Linked DNA regions of Mus musculus: regions 1 and 2 are each linked to region 3. The links are chromatin contacts, called in public HiChIP or PLAC-seq maps. All regions are on one chromosome and are shown on one strand. The core of a region is the stretch at or near the end of the contact, and the rest is flanking DNA. Distances in the headings are between cores, read along the strand shown. Region 1 overlaps Ahdc1 (AT hook, DNA binding motif, containing 1). Region 2 holds the start of Fgr (FGR proto-oncogene, Src family tyrosine kinase). Region 3 holds the start of Wdtc1 (WD and tetratricopeptide repeats 1).

Region 1 (3,748 bases), core at 1,176-3,675, 290 kb after region 3:
GTGTTTGCATGTGCAGATTCGTATGACCTTATCATTGTGAGTCTGTGCATACCATGTATTTGTGTCTATATATGTTGGAGGGTCCTTGTGTTATCCCATTATGTGTCTGTGCCAGTACAGCTGAGTGTCGGTGTCAACCGGTGTGAGAGGTCTGTGGGCCTGTCAGCACAATGGTGCCTCGGCATTTGTGTGGTACCTTCGTGAGGCTCTATGTCACTGTGTTTGTGTGTTGTATGTATTCTTCTCTCTTCCCTCCCTCCCTCTCTCTAGAGTGACTGAATGTGTTCTCTCTCTCTCTCTCTCTCTCTCTCTCTCTCTCTCTCTCTCTGCCAGACAACTCCCCAAGCCTGGATTAGGGACAATTTATCCACAGGCAGAGGAGGAGAATTCCAACCTGCCAGAGCCTTCCTCTGCTCTGCTTCCCTGTGGTTGGGTGGGGATAGAAACACAGCCTAGCAGCTCACAAGCCCTCAGGGAGCCACTCCTCCCCAAGTTCCCCAGATGCCCAGAAAAGTGGAAAGGTGTCCTGAGCCCCTACCCCACCCCAGTGACTAACTGGTCCCCATGGCTCAGCTAACCTTCGCCCTCTTCTCCTCATATGGCAGGTGGGTGAGAGACTAGTCTGCCAGGCTCTGGGGGCTGAGGAGCCCTAAGGAGCAGCTGCCCTCAAAGCCCCCATATCCTGATATTCCCCAGTTGATAAATGCTATTCCCCCAATAAATAACTAGGGAACATGCCGCTATGCCCATTGCAGGGGGAGGATGTGTGGTGGGGGAATGTGGCAAGGGGGGAACAGGGTTGGGCTGGGACTAAGGCTCCCTTCACGGTGCTCCAGGCGCGAGGCAGAATCACATGTTTCCCATTAGCTGCTTTGGCCTCCTTGTTCGGGGGTGTTGGCTGGGGGAGATTTGTTCTGGTTGCAGACACCAGCAAAGACCACACAAGAGAGAGAAGGAAGGGGGTTCTGTAACAAACACCATAGGCACAGAGGAAGAGAGACAGAGAGACAAGGACAGAAGACAGAGGCCAGTAAAGAGAGATGAACAGAGACTGTGGGGGACAGGGACAAGGAAGAAGGCAGGCTGGGCCCCAAACTGAGACTGAGCTCAGGCCAAGAAGGATCCAGAGAGCGGCAGAGAAGACAGCAGTCTGACAGGGATGGCCTCGGAGAAGGGAGGCTAGAGACTAGGCTGAGGTACAGGAGCCTCAAGAGGATGGTGGGCTGGACAGAGGGAAGGCTAGGCTAGGTGAGGGTCTCACAGGCTGGGAAGTGGGTGCCCAGGCGGGTGGCGGGTGACGGGTGAGGGCAGCCAGTGCCTGAGCCTCCCGTCTGCTGACCCTCAAGCCTTGGAGATAACAGACCCGAATAGTGCTGACTTGCGGTTCAGAAATCCAATATCCTCCGCGGCGCACTAATCGACTACCTGAGCCCCAGCCCGCGTGAGCTGCCCCGATTAATCCTGCGGCTCCACAGCCTTAATTAGTTTAACAGTTTCAGGGGCAGGAGAGGCAGGCAGTAGGGTCCTTAGGCCTATGGGGACACAGCCCTCATGCAAACCCTGTCTAGTGCACTACCTCCTCAGACACACTCCTGCCTAGGCCCCAGAGGCCCCTTCCCACACTACCTGAAAAACACTGGGTCCCTTCTCCTGAGGCACAGGTCCAAGGACTGGTACTTGGTCAAAAGGTAGGTCATGCAGTATGAAGACCCACACACACACACTTGTCTGTGCTTAGGGCCACAAGTGTTTCCTCTGGCCAGACTTTTGGGGACCTTGTGGCCCACATGGGGAAGTCCCACCAACTGCCAGCCACACACAACAGGGTAATATGTTGTCTCTTTAGGGTGAGAGACAGGCCCCTACCTCTCTGACATCATCCCAACAGCATGAGACACTCATGCATGCCACCTTCACAACAGTCAGAGACAGGCAGACAGTCACTGAGAATCCTCCCAACATGAACAGCCGAGCACGCAACCTGTTGCTTCCTTCAAAATGTGAGATGGTCATATCTGATGCCCCCAGATGGCACAAGGCAGATATCCATCCAGTCGTCACCCTTTGACAGTGTGACTACCTAACCGGGCACCTCTTACCCATCGACAGGATGTGGGATGTAGAGAAAACCTGTCATAGACAGTGAACCAAAAATAGTTCCCGCCATGGGAGAAGTCTCTTCCACCCACAAAGTATGACCAGGGACACAACCATGTCCTTCTCAGAGTCCCCCATCTAGACATGGCATCCCACCCACATCCCTACCCCATCACTGTCACCAGCCTGGGTGGTACTGTCTGTCCTCTGCCTGCAGGAGCGAGCGTCACAGCTCACAGGGCATGAATGTCACCCCAGCAATGCTAGAACCAGGCACAGCCACACGTTGCCCCAGTGACAAACGCTTCTGGCCCCAGGAGGAGGTGGAGGCACACAGGGCTCTGGGTGTGACCTTGCTCCCTGGACAACAGGAGGGGAGGTACTGTGGCCTTCTGCCTGGGTAACCAGCAGCCAGGTGCTAAGAGGAGACTGGGAAGGAAGCTGTCTGGGTACACACAGACAACCTGGAAATGTCACCTTCGCAACCTCCCATTCCATTTCTAATGAACTCAAGGAGGGGGTAGGATAGTGGTTGAACTCCCCTTTGCTGGGACGGCTGCCCCTCTCCACACTTCAGACCATAGAACTAGGGATAGGGACAAGGAGGACAAAGTCCGGGAGCATGACTCACTAAGGGAACAGGCCCAGCCTGCTGGCTAGAGTGGTGTGGAAGGCTAGGAGCCAAGAGGCCTGGGTTCAAGTCTACGCTCCTCCCAGGCCAAGCTGGGTGACCTTGGAGCAGCAGCCCAGCCTCTCTGGCGTAGGGGAGAGAGAAGGGGCTGAGGAAATGCTGGGGTCAGAAGCAGCTTCACAGAAGGGAAGGGAAGGTAGCAGCTCCCACCCCCTGCTGCTTCTTCCGCAAGGGCCCTCCTAAGAACACAGGACACAAGAAGAACAGGAAGAGAGGGAGAAATAACTGGGGAGCTGAAGTCCCTACAGGTACAGGCTAGACCAGCATCAGCTGAACCCTGTCTCCACTGCTGGCTTCCCAAGTGGACTGTTTCTTTAAGGCAGCCCTGAGACGTGGGGTGGGGGTGTTGAGGTGTTGCTGGATATAGGACAGACTGCCTTAAGCTAAAACCATGGAATCAGACCCAGTCTGTCCTCCCCCTCACCTTTACCCTCGACCTCACTTGGACTACCTCAGAACCGTGGACTGGAGCAACAGCTCAAAGGGAGGAGAACACACTCCAGTCCCCTCCTGTCCCCATGACCCACAACAGCACCTGCTGCACAGGACTAAAGGACCTGAGACCGCAGTGTTCAAGGGCCCCCTTGCTGTATGTCCAGAGAGGGACAGACCAAACCTGAGGTCACACAGCCGGACCGCAGCAAAGGCCACAACTTTCCTCAGCAACATTCTCAGAGCAGAGTCCTTCTAGCCCCTGGGGGTGGCTAGAGCTAGGGGGCCCTGGGGGACTTAGCAAAAAAACGTGGTGACAGATGGCCTGCCAAGGCAGCGGCGATCTGGGCGGCTGGCATGCATGCTCGCTCGCTCCCGCGCAGGGAAGCAGCTAATTTTAGCTGAGGCCTCCATGCCAGCTTTGCTCCCCCCACCCACCCGCCAAGGGGGCCCAGCATGCCTTGCGTGCAACCTGCCTCCCCTGGCACCCCTACCCCCCTACCTGACCCCTTTGGTGAATGGTGTCCA
Region 2 (3,268 bases), core at 654-3,153, 370 kb after region 3:
CACTGGGGAGCACCCTCACACAATCTCACTCACAGCTTCAAGCCTGCTGGGGAGCAGGAGCTGATATAGGCAGGAGCCCCCCTCCACCTCCCCCTCTCTTGGGTCCACACAGCTTGGCTACCCCCTCCACCTTCCCACTACAAATGGAAGGATGCTCATTGCATCCAATTCTAGACTACAAAAGGCTTGCTTGTAGGGTGGCCACCTGGAGAGTGGGGTACAGATGCGAACCCTGCTAACCTTCTTGGAATGGGCCCTAGTAAACGTGACATTTAGTAGATGCCAACTGTGTGCTGGTTCTCAGAGGCCCTGTCAGCGAAGCTTTCTGGTCCTCCATGCTTTGAGAAGGCAAAGAACTGTGTAGAGCCAGCTGGCCTGGATCTGATAGAACTTCATCTGCCTTCTCCTCCATTCTCCCCTCTCCTCCCCGCCCCACCCCTTCCCATTCTATTTCTGTTTCCCCCACCCCACCTGTCTTTCTGCTTATATCGCTCAAGGTGGTCTTGAACTCGTGACAACCTCCCTACCTCTGTTTGCTGGATGCAAGGATTATTATAGGCATGAGCCACTAGGCACAGCTTTGGTATGGGGAGGGCTAGTTTCTTCCCCAAAGTTCCAATGAGAAAAGCAAAAGTCCAGAGAAAGCTAGCTCTCCTTGAGGTCTGCATAGCAATTAAAGGCCCATTCTTGCTAAGAGAACATGTCTCTGAGGCAGGAGACCCCTGAACACCAAGCGGCACCCTCTCACTCCCTCTGTGGTGCAACACACCCGGATCAAGGACCAAAAATGGGGACGAAGGCAGGGACCAAAGTTGGCTGCCAGCCTTGAGCCTGCAGCGGCCCAAAGCCAACTGGCCTCACTGCCCTGTGTTGCCATGGAAACAGCCCCTGCGGGCATTGGCGGTCAAAAGCAGGATTTCCGTCGGGGCTGCCAGCAATTCCCGGATCCCGACAGGGACGCAAACCTTGACCGCCACTGCGGATAGGGAAAAGCACCCAGGGAGGTCTGATGCCCCAGGGTGAGGTCTTCCCCAGGAAACCCAGATCCACGCCTCCAGCTGCTGGAAGGAATCCCCAGGGTGTCTGGAACCCGCTGCCCCACTGATGTAGCTAGAGGGTCTGGGGGGAGTTTGCAGACTCCCCGCTTCCCTCTGAGGAATCCAGATAGCCGGCCTCTGAGACCCCAGAACTGCACTCTGGACTCCGAGTTCTGCAGAAGTCACTCTCCTAGACCCCCTTCTCGGGAACTCGCGACCGATTTCCTCAGTATCCCCTCCCCCTTTCCAGTTTCCCCACCTACTACCCCTCTCTCATACCCCCTCAGCTTCTTTCCTTTTTCTCCTCCTGAAAGCCTCTCAGGGCTCTCCCTAGACGCTTTTGGGGGATCCCACAGTGCCTTCCTGTACTTTCAGCCCTCTCCCCAAATTTTATCAAATTTACAACACAGTTTCCCTCTCTTTCCCCATTTAGACTTTTAGGGGGAATTTTTGGTCTGCCTTCGCCGTACTGCCTCGGCCTTCTCCTAGGTTTTTATCAGCCTTTTCCAGCTTTCCTTAGTTTTCCTTCTTCATTTCCTTTCTGAATGGGATCCCCACCCCCATCTCCCGCTTTCAACTTGCTCAGCTCTCAAAGTTCAGGTTTACCCCCAAATCTTCCCTCCAAGGTGAGGACGGTTAGGGGCGGGGCAACATTTGCCCTACCAGCCCCCACCGGGTTTGGCCGCCTACCTGGTCTCAAGGGAGCCAGCTGCGGGTGACTCGATCTGGGGCGAGCCAACCCTAACTTCCAGCAACCAGGAGAGGCGATGTGGGGGGTAAAGTGAGGTGCTACCCGCCTCTGCCCCTACTACCTACTCTGGGGAGGGAGGAGGAAGCCGTCTCGGACTTCTCTTATTTTGGTGACTGCGGAGGAGGAGGCGGCAGCCAGAGAAGTCGAAGTCACGCCTCAGCCCCTAGACTGCTGCCCAAAGCCAGGAGGGGCCCCCAGATCCAAAGTCCGCTGGCTCCCACTTCCCGCTGTGGATGGGCTCTCCCAGCGCTGTCCCTGCGCCCCAGCTCCTTCCCAAAGGTTCCGGCCAAAGGGACCTGTCCCTTTAGTTACTAGAGTGGGATACCAAGGGGGTGGGGGGTTGGCCATCCCAAAGGCTCCCACTCCCCACTCATCTCCTAGGTAGGAAAACACAGAGCCAGGTCAGGATAACTTGGCCCAAGTTCACATAGCCTGTAGCCTTTACACTACTGTCACTACATTTGCCAGGGATCTTTTGCCTGTCACTTATACCCTGCCGCCTCATCTTTAGGAACTGGGCGGTGGAGATAAGGCCCTTGCCTTTGGGTACCTGTTTTTCACAACAATCAGCTCCCATCAGGCTACTGCCACACACAAGTTTTAGAGAAGCTGAGGAGAATCCTTAATCAATCACAGTGTCTCTAGGAGAGCCCTCCCTATACTCCCCCAGCCCGATACCCACCCTCCCTTTAAAACCAAGAGTTATTACCAGTATTACCTCTCTAAAACCAAGGTGCACTGAGACCCAGGAAATCCCCCTGCCTGGGGAGGGAGAGCTAGGGTTGAATTGGAAATGTTTGTGGGAGGGTGAGGGCTTAAGGCATGGAAGATTCAAGTGGGTGTCCCCGGGGCTATACTGATGATAGGCGATGACGATGCGTGACTGGGTTTAGAATCAACAGCTCGGACACATTATGCAGTCAGGTGTGCTTCTGTGTACAGACAGGGGTGTAGGGGGCTGTGTGTGAGCGCCCTAAAGTACAAGTTCAGGAGGATCATGGTGACACACACGGTGTCAGCAAGTGATGGATGCAGATAGGAATGCTTCTCTCAATGAGCCATGGCAAACACCTTTAACTCCAGCACTTGGGAGGCTGAGGCAAGCAGATCTTTGTTGAGTTTGAGGCCAGCCTGGTCTATGGAGTGAGTTCCAAAACAACCAAGGCTACACAAAGAAACTCTGTCTCAAAAAACCAAATAAAAGTGCTTCTCTCTTAGGAAAATATGAAGTGGGTGTAGGAGGAAGAAAGGAAATGTAGTGGAGGTTCAGGGACTGTGGGAGGGTGGCTTTACCCTGCCTGGATAGCACTGCCACCATTATAGAGCATCCTCTAAGTTGGCCTTGGCCATTGATCCATGTGTGCAATTAACAAATAAATGTATATCGTGGCCAATGGGAGCCCAGCCATAGGGAGCCCAGATACAAAAGGAACAGCCGCACCAGCTGCACTCCCAGCTACTCAAGAGGATGCTTGAGCCC
Region 3 (3,750 bases), core at 728-3,227:
TATACACATAAATCAATGGTTTTTTTTTTAAATAACGACTAGTAATGGATTAGACATATCTAAGTTTTGATGCTGACCTCTACTGTTTGCTGCCTGATTGTGGGAGTGTTGTTTTACCCACTGGAAACACTTGTCTTGAGAAAGATGCAGGATAAATATTAGCTACCTTGTAGCTTTATTGACCCAGTCACCCTAACAAAGACTGTAGGCCTAAAGCTAGGACCTGTGGATACATGATGTCAAGACCTTCAAGTCTTAATATCTGTGGAGTTTTTGTTTTTTTGAGACAGAGTTTCACCGTGTAGCTCCAGCTAGGCTGGAACTCGCTACTAGCCTCAGTTAATACAGGACCACTCACATCTACCCCCACATACTGGAGGTATGTGCCCAGCTGAGTATTCTGTCTCTCCGTGTCTCTGTCTCTGTCTCTGTCTCTCCATACAGCTAAGCAGGAAAGGTCAGGAGGCATGCCCCACAACCTTTCTAGAAGATGAAGACTGACCTGAATTCACAAGAGAAAGAAATCACAAGTGGTCCGAACAGAAATGAGCAAAGACCAGACACTTATGGGAAGAGAAACTTAGGACCAGCACTCTTTTAAAGATTTGTTTATTTTTATGTATATGAGTACACTGTAGCTGTACAGATGGTTATGAACCCTCATGTAGTTGCTGGGAATTGAATTTAGGACCTTAGCTCACTCCAGTCAGCCCTGCTAGCTCCAGCCCAAAGATTCATTTATTATAAATAAGTACAATGTAACTGTCTTAGAGGCACCAGAAGAGGGCATCATATCTCATTATGGATGGTTATGAGCCACCAAGTGGTTGCTGGGATTTGAACTGAGGACCTTCGGAAGAGCAGTCAGTGCTCTTAACCGCTGAGCCATCTCTCCAACCCTGGACCAGCACTCTTAAGTGCTAAATGTTTGTACTTAGTCTCCAGCACTGCCTGGTTTCATTCCTTGTTTTCTAACCAGTTGTGTGACCCTGGGCTAGCATCTTTTTAACTACTTTATGCTTGTTTCTTCTTTTTAAAAACATAGGAACAATTGTATCTATCAAAGAGAGCATGCCCAATACAGTGAAAATAAAAGTGTTATTACTTAGACGTTGGCATACTGTGTATCTGCCACTCTAAGAGAAGAGAAATGTAAGGTGATTGCTTTTGAGTTGAAGCTCCTGGTCTCTCTCCCTTAAGTTATCTTTACTGCCACCTTTGTCACCTTGGAACTCCCTTAGAGAGGAGGGTGTCTCCGTTCTGACTTGGAGCTTGAAAGTCAGAAGAGCAATTACTTGGCTAGTATTAGATAGACCTTGTCTGCCATCGATCTGGGTTCCTAGAGCTCCCAGGTCACTCAACATAGGACCTTTTCCTTCCAGCACCTGAAGATTCGAGCATGGAACCTGTAACTTCAGCAGCCCCCTAGAGCAAGGAGCAGGCTGAGGCTTTGCTCTGGGAGGACTCAGGGTCTTAGCCTTAGGTGTCCCCTAATTTACAGCATCAAAAGCAATTTTGATGAGCTCTTAGCCCTTGGAGGGTCTGTACTGGACCTGGGAGAACATGTGGAATTGGGACTCAGAAAAGGTGTAGTGGGATGGGAGGTGCGTCCAGGTAACTAATGGTAACCGGGCGGGGCAAGTCCACGCCGCAGGACCTCTGCGATGGCGAAAAACTACGACTCCCATGATACTCCAGAGCTGAGCCCCGCTTTTCCGCCCGCCCACTGGCTGCCGTTCCCGCGAGCGGTGAAGCCGATTGGCCCCGGCGAAGTGGGGGGCTCCCCCGCTAGCAGGTTAGTGGGCGCCACCGGCAGCAGACGTTGACCGGGCGCGCGATGGAGGGGGGGTGAGGGTGGCAGAGAGGACTAGGGCCCGCGCTCACTATTCAGGAAACTGCCGAGCGCCATCGCCGTAGCGTAGCCGCGGACCGTGAGACGCGGGGCCGGCGCGGAGACTGCGTGGCGCAGGCGCAGTGCGGGACTTCTCCTGGGTCCCCAGACAGCTGGAGGAGATAAACAGAGGAGGAGGGAGGGGAGTGCGTGTGTGAGAGCGCGCGAGGGAGTGTGAGTGTGTGTGAGCGCGGGTGTGAGGCGGTGCGCAGGGGCGGGCGGAGGCGCTGTCCGGCCCCGGCCAGGCGCCGGGCGGGGAGCATGGGAAGAGGCTAGAGCTGCCCGGGTCCCCAGCCCCCTTCCCGGGATCCGCACCCCTGCTCCCGGGAGAGGGGCCGGGCCCCCCCGGACCGACATGGGCTCCTGAAGTTGCTCCGCTGCTGGTCCTGGGAAGAGACCTGACAGGTACGGGTCGCCGCCGCCCCATCCCCGCCGCAGATGTCGAGTCGGGGACCGGCTCCCAGAGCCCCGGCTCCGGGGCCGTCCGCTCTGGGCCGGCTCCCTGCTTGGGGGCCTGAGCCCGATCGCCTCGGGACTCCGGGGTGTCCCGGGAAGGGGTCAGGCCTCGGCGGCGAGGAAGGGCAGAAAGGGCCGGGGAAGGGAGGCTAGAAGAGGACTGGCTGGGAGGTCGGGGGAGGGGGTGGGGGAAGGCTGTAGGAGTCCCGCAGGCTCCACCGGGGCAGAGGTAGAAGTCGTCCTATCACGGGACTTTTATTTATTTATTTTTTGCGGAGTTTTTGACATCTGATCTGGCGCCGATCGCACTCAGGAAGAAAGGGGCAGGTGGAAGTTTCAAGAGGTCAATGACCTGGTCTGCTCTTTCCGTGTCTCTCTGCCTCTCTTTCCCTCTCTTGCTCTCTGTTTCTGTCACCCCATACTCCTTTTCTTTCTTTCTCTCCTTCTCCTTCCTCTCTCTCTCTCTCTCTCTCTCTCTCTCTATAGAGAGAGAGAGAGAGAGAGAGAGAGAGAGAGAGAGAGAGAGAGAAAGAGAGTGAGTTTTCAGGCTTCTGGCAGTCGCAGATGCCTTCAGTGGCTCATCCTGGCACCAAACTGAACTTTGCCAAGGTGTTTGCATCATCGACTGTAGCGCTAAGTACAAAGGGTCTCTGCTTGGGAGTGGGCTATTAGTACCCACTTCAAAGGGTAAATAAGAATCGGTAGAGATAAACTGCAAACCCGCAGGATCTCTTTCTGAAAAGCTTTAGTGGAGCGTCCCGTCCCACGCCCCACCCCCCACCCCCCATCCCAAGCCCGGTGATTGGAGTTTCTTGGCGACTTATGGTTTGCTCTCCGCTGCAGGTGCATTACCAGGACTAATAAGAATTAAAAAAAAAAAAGTATGAGGGTTTACATGCGATTTATCTGAGCAGTACAGACGATTTATCTTAGCAGCTGAGTGTGACTAATTTCTTGTGAATGTCTCTGGTGTTCTTAAATCTCTTGAGGTAAATGTGTTGGTGGAGCAACTTGAAAGTTTTCTCAAGTTTGAGTTTAGAAGCTGAGTACTGTGACTGTAGCTTTTCCATTCCTTCCAAGGATGGGGTGGATGATCGGGATAAAGTGTCAGATAAGCATTTTTTTTTTCATGTGTGGGTTTTAAAACAAAGTTTCATGTAGCTCAGGCAGGCCTTGAAATCATCTTGTAATTCATGCTGGCTATAAACTATTTTCCTGCCTCCAAGTCCCAAGTACAGGGATTAAGTGGTATAATGCTATTTCCCTTGGCCCTAAAGTTGTTTTGTTTTGTTTTGTATTTTGGAGATAGGCTTTCTCTATGTAGCCCTGGCTGCCCTTGTATTCACTCTGTAGACCAGGCTGGCCTCAGACTCAGAGATCTGCCTGCCTCTGCCTCCTGAGTG

The links. HiChIP or PLAC-seq counts read pairs in DNA pulled down with a chosen protein or histone mark.
Region 1: an HNF4G HiChIP or PLAC-seq map of pancreatic cancer cells shows a contact between it and region 3. The contact joins the enhancer-like site here to the promoter of Wdtc1 in region 3. A contact is called at or near these places in 2 of 484 Hi-C or Micro-C datasets (bone marrow-derived macrophages and embryonic stem cells), 6 of 115 datasets of contacts at active chromatin or transcription factors (bone marrow-derived macrophages, embryonic stem cells, large pre-B cells and 1 more) and 1 of 9 other capture datasets (adipose tissue).
Region 2: an H3K4me3 HiChIP or PLAC-seq map of pro-B cells shows a contact between it and region 3, with 4 times the contacts expected there. The contact joins the promoter of Fgr here to the promoter of Wdtc1 in region 3. A contact is called at or near these places in 11 of 39 promoter capture datasets (the 3T3-L1 cell line, 3T3-L1-derived adipocytes, embryonic stem cells and 7 more), 10 of 115 datasets of contacts at active chromatin or transcription factors (the SCID.adh cell line, craniofacial prominence, embryonic basal ganglia and 7 more) and 2 of 9 other capture datasets (adipose tissue and macrophages).

The regions. Positions count from the first base shown.
Region 1 is chr4:133,049,343-133,053,090 of GRCm38.p6, reverse strand. All of the region lies in intron 2 of Ahdc1 (AT hook, DNA binding motif, containing 1), which reads right to left. Among named protein-coding and RNA genes, the nearest start is that of Gm26615, 32 kb to the left of the region's middle. Within about 2 kb of position 2,425, at least 113 of the 459 cell types and tissues checked have an H3K27ac peak or open chromatin away from gene starts, as enhancers often do. A contact at or near this core is called in pancreatic cancer cells, where this site is marked.
Region 2 is chr4:132,972,730-132,975,997 of GRCm38.p6, reverse strand. It overlaps Fgr (FGR proto-oncogene, Src family tyrosine kinase), which reads right to left and starts at 1,903. Exons shown (of 13, transcript NM_010208.4): 1 at 1,728-1,903.
Region 3 is chr4:133,337,542-133,341,291 of GRCm38.p6, reverse strand. It overlaps Wdtc1 (WD and tetratricopeptide repeats 1), which reads left to right and starts at 1,977. Exons shown (of 16, transcript NM_199306.4): 1 at 1,977-2,296.